Regions from separate parts of the Sus scrofa genome. Here region 2 is linked to region 1. A link is a contact called in public HiChIP or PLAC-seq data. All regions are on one chromosome and are shown on one strand. Each heading gives the region's core, a stretch centred on a gene start, on an enhancer-like site or on the middle of the called end of the contact. The rest is flanking DNA. Distances are from core to core; before and after follow the strand shown. Region 1 overlaps GALNT2 (polypeptide N-acetylgalactosaminyltransferase 2). Region 2 has its middle 29 kb from the start of URB2.

The links. HiChIP or PLAC-seq counts read pairs in DNA pulled down with a chosen protein or histone mark.
Region 2: a contact with region 1 is called in an H3K27ac HiChIP or PLAC-seq map of alveolar macrophages. The contact joins two enhancer-like sites. A contact is called at or near these places in 3 of 5 promoter capture datasets (fetal liver, liver and skeletal muscle), 29 of 47 Hi-C or Micro-C datasets (adipose tissue, alveolar macrophages, blood and 15 more) and 2 of 2 datasets of contacts at active chromatin or transcription factors (alveolar macrophages and skeletal muscle).

The regions. Positions count from the first base shown.
Region 1 is chr14:59,967,276-59,972,379 of Sscrofa11.1, forward strand. It overlaps GALNT2 (polypeptide N-acetylgalactosaminyltransferase 2), which reads right to left. Exons shown (of 16, transcript XM_001927774.6): 14 at 4,184-4,310; 15 at 1-79. Among named protein-coding and RNA genes, the nearest start is that of PGBD5, 130 kb to the left of the region's middle. Within about 2 kb of position 2,851, at least 7 of the 83 cell types and tissues checked have an H3K27ac peak or open chromatin away from gene starts, as enhancers often do. A contact at or near this core is called in alveolar macrophages, embryonic fibroblasts and retroperitoneal adipose tissue, where this site is marked.
Region 2 is chr14:60,223,168-60,228,271 of Sscrofa11.1, forward strand. No RefSeq gene overlaps it. Among named protein-coding and RNA genes, the nearest start is that of URB2, 29 kb to the right of the region's middle. Within about 2 kb of position 2,259, at least 15 of the 83 cell types and tissues checked have an H3K27ac peak or open chromatin away from gene starts, as enhancers often do. A contact at or near this core is called in alveolar macrophages, embryonic fibroblasts and retroperitoneal adipose tissue, where this site is marked.

The sequences.
Region 1 (5,104 bases), core at 1,601-4,100:
GGGAGCCGGGCGCCCGGTCCACCACAGTCAGGCATAGGTCCATGTGCTTCACTGACTTCTCCTTGGTCAAGGCCCACTCCTGCAACACAAACCCAGGTCAGGGGCCCCAGAGGGGCCGGGCACACTGGGGACCAGCCTTAGGAGCTCCGAACAGCTCAGGACCAACAAATGACTTTATGCCAAAGAGCAAATCTGCACGCGGGGTATCATGGAGCCTTGTGACTGGGCACCCAGGTGAACCGTGGTGACCGTTTCAGCCCAAACGCAGGGTGGAGCTCCGCACCCGTTTCCGGTGGTAAAATGTGAGCTGTGAACACTGTCACTCAAGCTCTGCTGCCCAAAGGGATGGACAACTTCAGGGTCAACGTGGGGACTTTGCCCCCAGCAGGTATGGTGTGGAAACAGCATTTGTGACTGCGGATTGTCATGTGTGAAAATTACAAATCACACACAGCATGTTTAGCCTCCTCTAAGTTGGCCCACAGATGCTCAGAGAGTTCTGAGGTCCCTGGGGATGGATCTAGGTATCTACACATATGGCGCACAGCCAGCCTGGGTACTTATGATGTCCGGGCACCATTTAAGCCCTTTACACAACAGCCCTATGAGAAGCTATGGTTATCCCCTTTTTACAGATGAGAAAACTGAGCCAGAGAGCTGAAATAACTTGCCCGTGATCTCAACACACACACACACACACACACACACACACACACACACACCACACACACACACACACACACACACACAGGCCGAGAGTAGAACCATTTCTTCTGAACACCAAACAAGAGCATCTGAAAGGGAAGGAGGCTGGGGAGGTGACAAGATGGGTGAGTGTGGCCTCAGGTGGGAGAGGGGGCTGGGAGCTCCGCTCTGGGCAGGAGGGTGAGGCTTCTGACCTTTACTCTAGGACTTGACCTATTCAAAGGGACGAAACCCAAGAGAACCCTCAGGATCTAGATGCAGCAAGGGTTATTCTAAGTAAGAATCCCCCAGGGGTGCCCTCCCAGTGCCCCTTCTGCTGTTTGTCCACCCCAATGACTGTCCACTGAGCACCGGCAGCAGCTCAGGTGCTTTCAGAGGGCTGGACCCACGCAGCAAACACACAGGCCAGGCCCTGCCTTCCATCACTCTCACCAGGTAGCGAGAGCAGGCGGCACGCCTCATGCCACTCTGGGCTCTGGCAAGTGCTTCCAGAGACTGTTTTCCTTTTCTCTGTTTTCAGGGGATGGAGCCCAGGAAACACAATCTTTTAAAGAAGCTCATTGCTCGGTGCCTCCATCTCCTGGAGCAGATGGCCTATTATGGGGAAGGATTACCACCCGGCGGCCACATGCACCCCTTACATGGCCGCGGAGAGACGTGGTGCTCAGAGGAGTTGGGCACAGCTGGAGAGAGGTTGGGGACAGCCCCTGTAGCCCCCTGGCAGGCTTCCTCCTCTCCTGACAGGGAGTCAGGCCCTGCGCCCCCCTCTCTGCCCTCAGCTTTCGACTTCTCCCCTTTTCATCAGTGCTTCTCAAAGTGGACTCCGAAAGAATCTTATGAAAACTTGGTTCCAGGTCAAATAAATTTGGGAAACACTGAATTTGGGCCAAGTGCCTCTCTTGCAAATTCATAGCATCCCTGAAAAGGCTCTGAAAATCCTAGAGGAGAAGAACCTGCTTGGCCTGTTTTTCATGGGTTGTCCAAACTTGGGAGCGAGCAGAGGGCTGGCTCCTTGCCCCCCTGTCCCCACGGGCAGAACCGGCTTGGAAGGGCCACAGGCCAGGCCAGTCTCCCACAATGCTGTCCTTGGGGGCGCGGGTTGGGGGGGAGTGATCCCAAAGCGCCAACAGGCATGAAGGAGGTCCCAGGATGGAGTAGCCCCTGCACCCTGCATGCTTTTAGGTATTTGTGTGAAACAGTGACACAAAGATACCCTCCCCGCCCCAACTTGGGAAGAGGAGTAATGGGTGGATCGACCCCAGGGAGAATAAGATTTTCCATCATTCTTGGAGGCAGGTGTTGGCAGATGTTAGGGGTTTGCTGACACTCAGTTTAAAGCTCAGTTTGAATGTTTCTATGACCTTCTTGCTATTGTGTGCTTTCTTATTTTACTTTAGTTCATTTATTCTTTTTTGTTTGTTCAGGGCTGCACCTGCAGCATATGGAGGTGCCCAGGCTAGGGGTAGAATCGGAGCTGTAGCCACCAGCCTACGCCACAGCCACAGCCACGCCAGATCCAAACCACGTCTGCAACCTACACCACAGCTCACGGCAACGCCAGATCCTCATCCCACTGAGTGAGGTCAGGGATCGAACCTGTGTCCTTGTGGATATTAGTCAGATTCCTTTCTGCTGAGCCACAAAAGGAACTCCCAGTTTTATGTATTCTTTTTAGGGCAGCACCTATGGCATGTGGAAATTTCCAGGCCAGGGGTCAAATTGGAGCTGCAGCCGCCAGCCTACACCACAGCCACAGCAACGCGGAATTCGAGCCACATCTGTGAACTACACCACAGCTCATGACAACGCCGGATCCTTAACCCACTGAGCAAGGCCAGGGATTAAACCCACATCCTCATGGATACTAGTCGGGTTCTTAACCCGCTGAGCCACAATGGGTACTCTGTGTGCTTCCTTATTTTAAAACAGACCTATACCAAATTCAGCTATGGGAACAGCAAGGAAAGTTGCCACTCTGTCCTTCTGCAATGATCTGTATTTCCAAAATGAAGTACATAAATATTTAAGAAATGCTTTTCTGAGCTGCCACTCAAAAAATTTCCCCACTTCCTGTGTGTCTGCCAAGGCCCTGCCAGAAACCACATGACACACTTTACTGACCCAGAGCACGGCCAGGTTCCCGCTAGGAAACGTTACTCACCCCTCATTCCTCATCCTCAGAGCTGACTTTTCCTCAGCTCAGACGGGACTGGCCCTGGGAGGTGCAGGAGCCGCTGGGCACCAGCTTCCACCCCCCAGGACGGTTCCCCATGTGGTGGTCCCTGCACTCGGGGCGTCTGAATTCACCACAATGAAACCAGGAGAAACCTGACATCCTCGGTCGCACTGGCCCCGTGCTGAGGGCTCCGTCCCCACACCTGGCTGATGGCTGCTGTGCTGGGTGGGGCAGACCGAGAACATTCTCTTCAGCACGCAAATGCCCCTAGGCAGGGCTGGTCTGGACAGCAGCTCGCAGCCCAGGCTGGACCATGGAGGACGCCGTGCCTACTGGGCCCTGCTCACGTGTCCCCATTTAGGGTCACCCACCCCCAGAGCTTTCAAACACGCCAATGCTCTCTGACCCGACTCAGGAAATCAGGCTCTCTGGGTGTGGGACCCAGGATCGGTGCTTCCCGAAAGCTCTCGGGCTCCTCCCGGGCAAAGCCGTGGGGCAGAGCCCAGGGGCAGGGAGGTGTCTGTCTTGGGACCCGGATGGAGCCAGATGGATGGGGGCTGTCCCGCCCTGCGCCTCATGTGTCTAACTGACCATGTCCAGGCCACCTGGAGCAACCATGAGGATGGAAAGGGAAGGAAGTCACCCAGCCACTCCCCGGAAGGACATGGGACAGCCACCTTCACACAAAAGCAGGCACTTTCTTTTGGAAATAGTTCTACTGAAAGGCCCTGGGATCAATAAATGTGGGAGACACTGAGGTCAAGCACCTTTTGTTAAAAACAGCAACCCCCCACCCCCAAGCAGGAGATGACAAGACACAACACTGCCCGACCATTTCTGTGCACAAAGCCCTCATCTTACCAAATGCCCGCTGTTACCTCACAGGAAAAACCGCCTTCTAGATCATGGTCCTTTTGGACACAGAGGCCATGGCTGGGCCTCTCCCTTTCCGCGAGACAGAAGGTGGCGGGCTTTACACCGAAGCCCTTGTTATCTAACAGGCAGCCGTGGCGCGGGGGTTAAGTGCTTATGGGCACGGATGTGGGCAGGTGCAGGCGCAGACACAGTCAGGTGCCCTGGGGTGAGCACACACTGGGGGGACAGAGGAGGCGGGGGATGATGGGCTGGGAAGGAGCAAGGCTACCCTCCCTGTAGCTGTGACGACAAAGCCAGGTCAGTGCTCACCCGAGGCTGAGAAGGGGCTCGGGGCAGACATCTCTCGTCCCAGGAGAAGGGTGGCCACAGGACTTGTGACCTCAGCAACCCACCCACCCCGTTCCCTCATCCCCCCTACGCACATACCTGGTTCCCCCCAGCGTTGTGACACTCGTAAACTCCGACGACACCGTCAGCAAAATGTCCCAAAGTGTCCAGGCAGTTGGTTCCCTGCTGCAAGGCCCCAAAAGCTATATCCTGATGGTCGGGAACCCTGGAACCAACGAGAGAGACACTCACTCCATCGGCAGGGCCCCCACCTCCGTGCCCCACCCCACTCCACTGCCCAGAGCCTTCGCCTCAGGACCAGGCAGGGCAGCGAGAGCCGGCGTCCCCAGGCCATAGGCCCCCAGCACAGTCCTGGCTGTGCCAGAAGACAGCACTACTCTGAGCGTCTCCATTTCTAACCCGGATTTTAAGCTGAAGTCTTCTTTCTATGTACCAGAGGGATTTTTTCTGGAAAGGAAGAGCTCCTTTTCTCTTCGGTGTTAATTGTTGGAAGTCACTTAGAAAAGAAATTTGGTGCGGTCAGATCCTGCTTCCTGGAAACTTCCAGTAGACTTGGGACTGACCTTTACCTGGTAGAGGGGAGAACATGCGTGGGTCTGCCAGGTGGCCTGGTACAAACACGCCAGAGAGCACAGTGGGGTGCGTGGGGGAGCACGCTTCAGGGTTAGACCCGATCCTGAGCCCTGGCTCTGCCACAGGCAGGAGTCCACGAAAAATCCCATCTTAAGCACTCAGCATGGCACTGGGCCCACAGGAAGGACTTAGTAACGGCAGTGACTGTCCCTGACGTGGTACAGATGCTCAGGTGGTGTCTCCCTCGCCTGCACAGACGGGGGCAGCAGACCACCCACTGCCATGGTGTTGAGTGCTTCAGACGGGGTCTCAGAAGCCAAGGTCACCCCAAGTCACAGGGGACCTCAGAGTGAAACTGTGCACTTAATGTAACCCATCTGGCATCTGGCTACCAGGTCACAGGCCATCAAGAAGCAAAAGCAACAT
Region 2 (5,104 bases), core at 1,009-3,508, 260 kb after region 1:
AAGGAAAGGGAAACAGTTTAAAAATAACCCAAGTGGTGTGAAAGCCTGTGGAGTAAGATGGGTCTGGGTTCAATTCCCAGGTCGGTCACTTGCAGCCTGAGTTTCCTGGAGCATCAGGCCTTCCCTCTTCATGCACCTAACATGCAGAGACTTGGAGGAAGAGCACCTGGCATGGTGTTTGCAACTTCCCAGATCAGGTCCCCTGATCCTGTTTCTACCATGTAGGCTGTGCTGGAGGGACGCACAGCCAGTAAGGGAAGTAAGATGGTACATGAGGCAAATGGGGAAAAGCAGCATCAGGCCATGGCCGAGTTAGAGGTTTACCCTCTGAAAGCTACCAGTTCCAGCTACAGGGACCAGGAGGAGGTGATGAATTAGGAAGGATGTCTGGGTGCAGGGGACGGAGGGGACGAGGGGCAGGTTTAACAAGCAGGGTGGGTTTGGAGGATGGCAGGGAGACCCTTGGGTGAAGGCCCATCCTTAACAACTGGAAGGGTTGTAGACAGACTGTAGCAGGTCACTGAGAGCCTCCAGCACCAGGATAAGGGGGTTGTTTTTAGAAGAAAAGGATCCTTGAAGGTCTTTGAGGTGACGTACAAGCATGAGGTCTATTTAGACACAATACATGGGATGGATGACCAGAGGCAGCAAGAGACAGGTAGGGAGACAGGGGCTGGGGCACAGATGCCCAGGCAAGTGTTAGTTAACAGTCCTGATGGCCCACTGGGACCCACCTTGTCCTCTCCACTGTCAACTCAAGAGCCAAGGCAGGGAGTCCCCTGGTGGCTCAGCAGATTAAGAATCCAGCGTTGTCACTGCTGTGGCAATTCAGGGAGGCCCAGAAAGTTTAAGAGGGCCTTGCTCAGGGGCAACTGGTGATGTCAGCAGGGTGGAAAGGAAGCAGAACAAGTGGATGGTCAGAGTCAGAGAGACGACTGACCTGAGGGGACACTGGGTCTGATGGAGGGAGAGAAGGTAAGAGCCAGCATGTTCTACTATCAGCCAGAACCTTGTGCTAAAACCATTCCCACCATCAATCACCGCTAACTGCCTTATGGCTGCTTCTTCCTCAAAGGAAGAAAGATTTTCCTCCCAGGAAATGGACCCAGCTGAGGAGCAAGAACAGCTTTTGTGGAGAATCACCATGAATCTATTACCTTCTCCGGTCATAGAACTTGCCCCACACTTCTGCATCGAGTGGGGGTGGGTGTAGGACAACCAGAGGGTGACAAGGTGACAATAGCCAAAGTAGGGGGGAGGATGCTTGTGAGGGGACGGTGGCAACTGGGAACAGGAGGACGGAGGGACAAGGGGAAGGCTGATACCAGGTAACTGGGAACAGGAGGGGCCGGAGGACAAACCCCCTGAGTGAGGAGGCTCCAGTGGGAGGGCTCACTGTTAGCAGCTGGTGGCTGAGTGGGAACAGAGGTGGAGACACCCAGTCAGAAGAGCCTCAGTGTGGATGCCGAGGCTACAAAGAGTGGCAGCAGGAAGCAAGAGAGGATCTGGATCCAGAGCCCAGGTCACCAGCTAGCAGGAGGCGGGTGGGAGCCCTTGGGGCAGAAATGTCTGCAATGACAGGGGAGGAGTCCTCCAGCCCACGGCCCAAGACAACACCTGTGACACTGTTGAAAGATGGTTAGGGAGGAACGTGACAGAGAAGCTTGAGACCCTCAGAAAGGAAAGTGAGATGAAACAGAGAAAGGAAGAGTGTTAAGGAGACACAGGATGGAACGAAGAATCAAAACTGATCCAGCCTTGGCCTCTGCAGCGGATTTCATGAGACTTAAAGCATCAAGTGGGAGCCAATTAGATAAGAGAGGCAGGGTGGCAGGGAATTACTTGGAGATCAGAAGGAGAAACCAGGCAAAAGAGAAAAGTTTCAACCCAGATCCCTCCTGGGGACCTCCTGGGCTGGGAAGGCCAGTCGCTCCACCCCATTGGGAGTGATCAGGGCCAGGCTGTACTGCTCAGGACACCCTGGGCAGCTCCCATGTTAATCCTTCTCTCCTCCCAACTTCCAACACATCTGTTCTGCATGTCACGTGCCTGTCTTTGGCCAAAACCAGTGTGACAAGTGTAGTCCACGCAGCCTCCTAAGGGCCCTGCTGGTTCCTTGTCACAGCCCCCTGCTTCCCGGCCGCAGCACCCCTTCCAAAATGATCGTACTTGTCTGACGGAGGAAGCGAACTCCACAAGGACCAGCACCAGCCCAGACAGAGGAGGGTGATGCCCACTTGTCAGAGGCACGAGACACACAGGCCTCCAGTGCAGAGAGCTGGGGCCACACAAGTCAGAGGAGGTCTGCCTCAGGCCCAGCCCCTTGTAGTCACTCCCGAAGGCACCCCCCTGCCAGGTGGACAGTGGCCAGGGCCACCCCTCACCCCTCTCTGCCTGTGAGGTCTACTCTAATAAAATAAAACTGAACACAGCCTAGTCCCCATAGTTACTACTAAGAAAACTTTCCTCTTCCCACTTAACCTCCAAAATAAAGTGGAAACCATTCTCCCTGGGGAAGGCGTAAAGTTCAAATTGAGACAACCGTGGAAATGAGGACACATGTCTCACCTTGCAGGCGCAGGGACCCAGGCCTCCTAGTCCTTTGTCCCTTCCCTCCCAGGCTACAGGCTCCTCCTGAGCAATCTCCAGGAGCCTAGAGCTGTGGCCCCGCAGTGCCACCCTGAGGACGCTTGAGGAACTGCCCAGGTCCCTACCCCAAGCAAGCTCCCCAGCACGGGGACTCCAAGCACTCTCACTTTCAGTCTTCCTGAACTAGCAGAGACAGGCAAATCTGTGAGGGCCTCTGAGACCAGCGACCACCCCCACTCCCCCACCTCCATGCAGGCATTTGACCAAGACGGTAAAGCCAAGGACAGAGTTTAATGCCGGCTTTGTTTACAGCCTGTGTCCTTGAAAGGCCCACTCTGGCTCTAGCACACATCTCCAGGTGTGAAAAGGAAATAATGTCATCAACCTCTCTCAGAGGATGCTGCAGGGAATGAATTTGGTCAAAGCAGAGCATTAAGCAAAAGATAGCAGACCACTCGAATGCGTTTCTGGTTACCAGAGTTGAGGAAGCTCTACACACAAAATGTCTAGACAGAGGGAAGGAAAGGGATAAAACAGTTAGCAAAGCAGAATTATCTCCCAGACTGAGTCAGCCAACACAAGAAATATAACCAAATCTCAGTCATGAAACATGGGCAATTTCCTTTAGGTAGCCAAAAAAGCCATTTTATACTGTCTGATCCAATTTCATGAACTTGAAAATTAGGGTTTTTTTTTTTTTTTTTTAAGCCTTTTGCTTAGGGATGATCTTTCAAATAATTTAAGCCTATATTTTAACTGACAAAAAAAGGGGTATCAGGAGAAGTTCAACATAAATTCCAGAGATAATGAGTAAGAAAAAATGCAAATATCCCAATTAAGAGGCTAATACCACATAAGAAACATAATTGTATAATTTATGTAAGAAATTTAAAAATGGTAAATATAGGAGTTCCCTGGTGGCCTAGCAGTTAATGATCCAGCATTATCACAGTTGTGGCTCAGGTTCGAGTCCTAGACGGGAACGTTTGCATGTTCCAGGCGTAGCCCCCAAAAAAAAAAGTTGTGTGTGGGGGGGTAAATATAAGGAGTTCCCACTGTGGCTCAGTAGGTTAAGAACCTGACATAGTCTCCATGAGGATATGTGTTCAATCCCTGGCCTCATTCAGTGGATCCAGCGTTGCCATAATCTGTAGTGTAGGTCACAGCTGCGGCTCAGATCTGGTGTTGCTGCAGCATAGGCCAGCAGCTGCAGCTCTGATTCAACACCTAGCCTGCAAACTTCTATGTCATGGGTGTGACTGTAAAAATCTAAAAAATAAAAAAAAAATTTAAAGCAAATATAAAAAATGGAAAAATCTTGGGAGTTCCCATCGTGGCTCAGTGGTTAACAAATCTGACTAGGAACCATGAGGTTGCGGGTTCGATCCCTGGCCTTGCTTAGTGGGTTAAGGATCCAGCGTTGCTGTGAGCTGTGGTATAGGTTGCAGACATGGCTCAGATTCTGCGTTGCTGTGGCTCTGGTGTAGGCTGGTGGCTACAGCTCCGATTCAACCCCTAGCCTGGGAACCTCCATATGCCGAGGGAGTGGCCCAAGAGATGGCAAAAAGACAAAAAAAAAAAGGAAAAATCTCTTCTCAATTAGAGAAATTCAAAACTAAGTAACATTTCTCTATCAAGGAGGCATAAAACCAAATCAATACTATTTTCACTAGAAGGAAAATAAATGTGTACACTTTCTGGAGGGCAATTTGGCAATAATTACATAATATTTATATAAACCATTATTTACATTTATATAAACATTAAGTACATAAATATTATAAACATATTTATGTTTGTAATAACTGAGAACTTTTGGACAAATAATAAAACTTATAGGAATCAATCTTACAGAAATAATTATAAAGACAGAAGGAAAGAGCTGGCTGCAAGCACCATCTACGAAAGGAACTTTGGAAAGAATCTGATGTCTACCATATGAAAGTTATTTATTTATTTATTTGCTTTTTAGGGCTACACCTATGGCATATAGAAGTTCCCGGGCTAGGGGTCAAATCAGAGCTTCAGCTGCCAGCCTACACCACAGCCACAGCAACAAGGGATCCGTGCCTCCTCTGCGACCTAAACCAACAGCTCACGGCAACACCAGATCCATAACCCACTGGGCGAGACCAGGGATCGAACTCACATCCTCATGGATACTAATCAGCTTCGTAATCTGCTGAGCCACAATGGAAACTCCAACCATGGGAGATTGCTTAAATAAATAGCAGTATCTACTCAACGGACTCCTTTGCAGCCATTAGGTCAAGTATGTGTGTAGACCCCAAGATGTTACTGAAATATTACACAGAAGAAAAAAGCTGGGTAACTAAAACAAACTAAAAACTGTACTTATGATCCAATCTGACAACTATACATTTACTTAAATGTGTACGCACACACACATGTACAACGGGATGGGGATGGAAACGCCTACTCACAGGGGACAGTGGCTATCTGAGCAGCTGAGACTGGGAGTAGTTAAAATTTATTCCCTTTTATTTTTATTTTC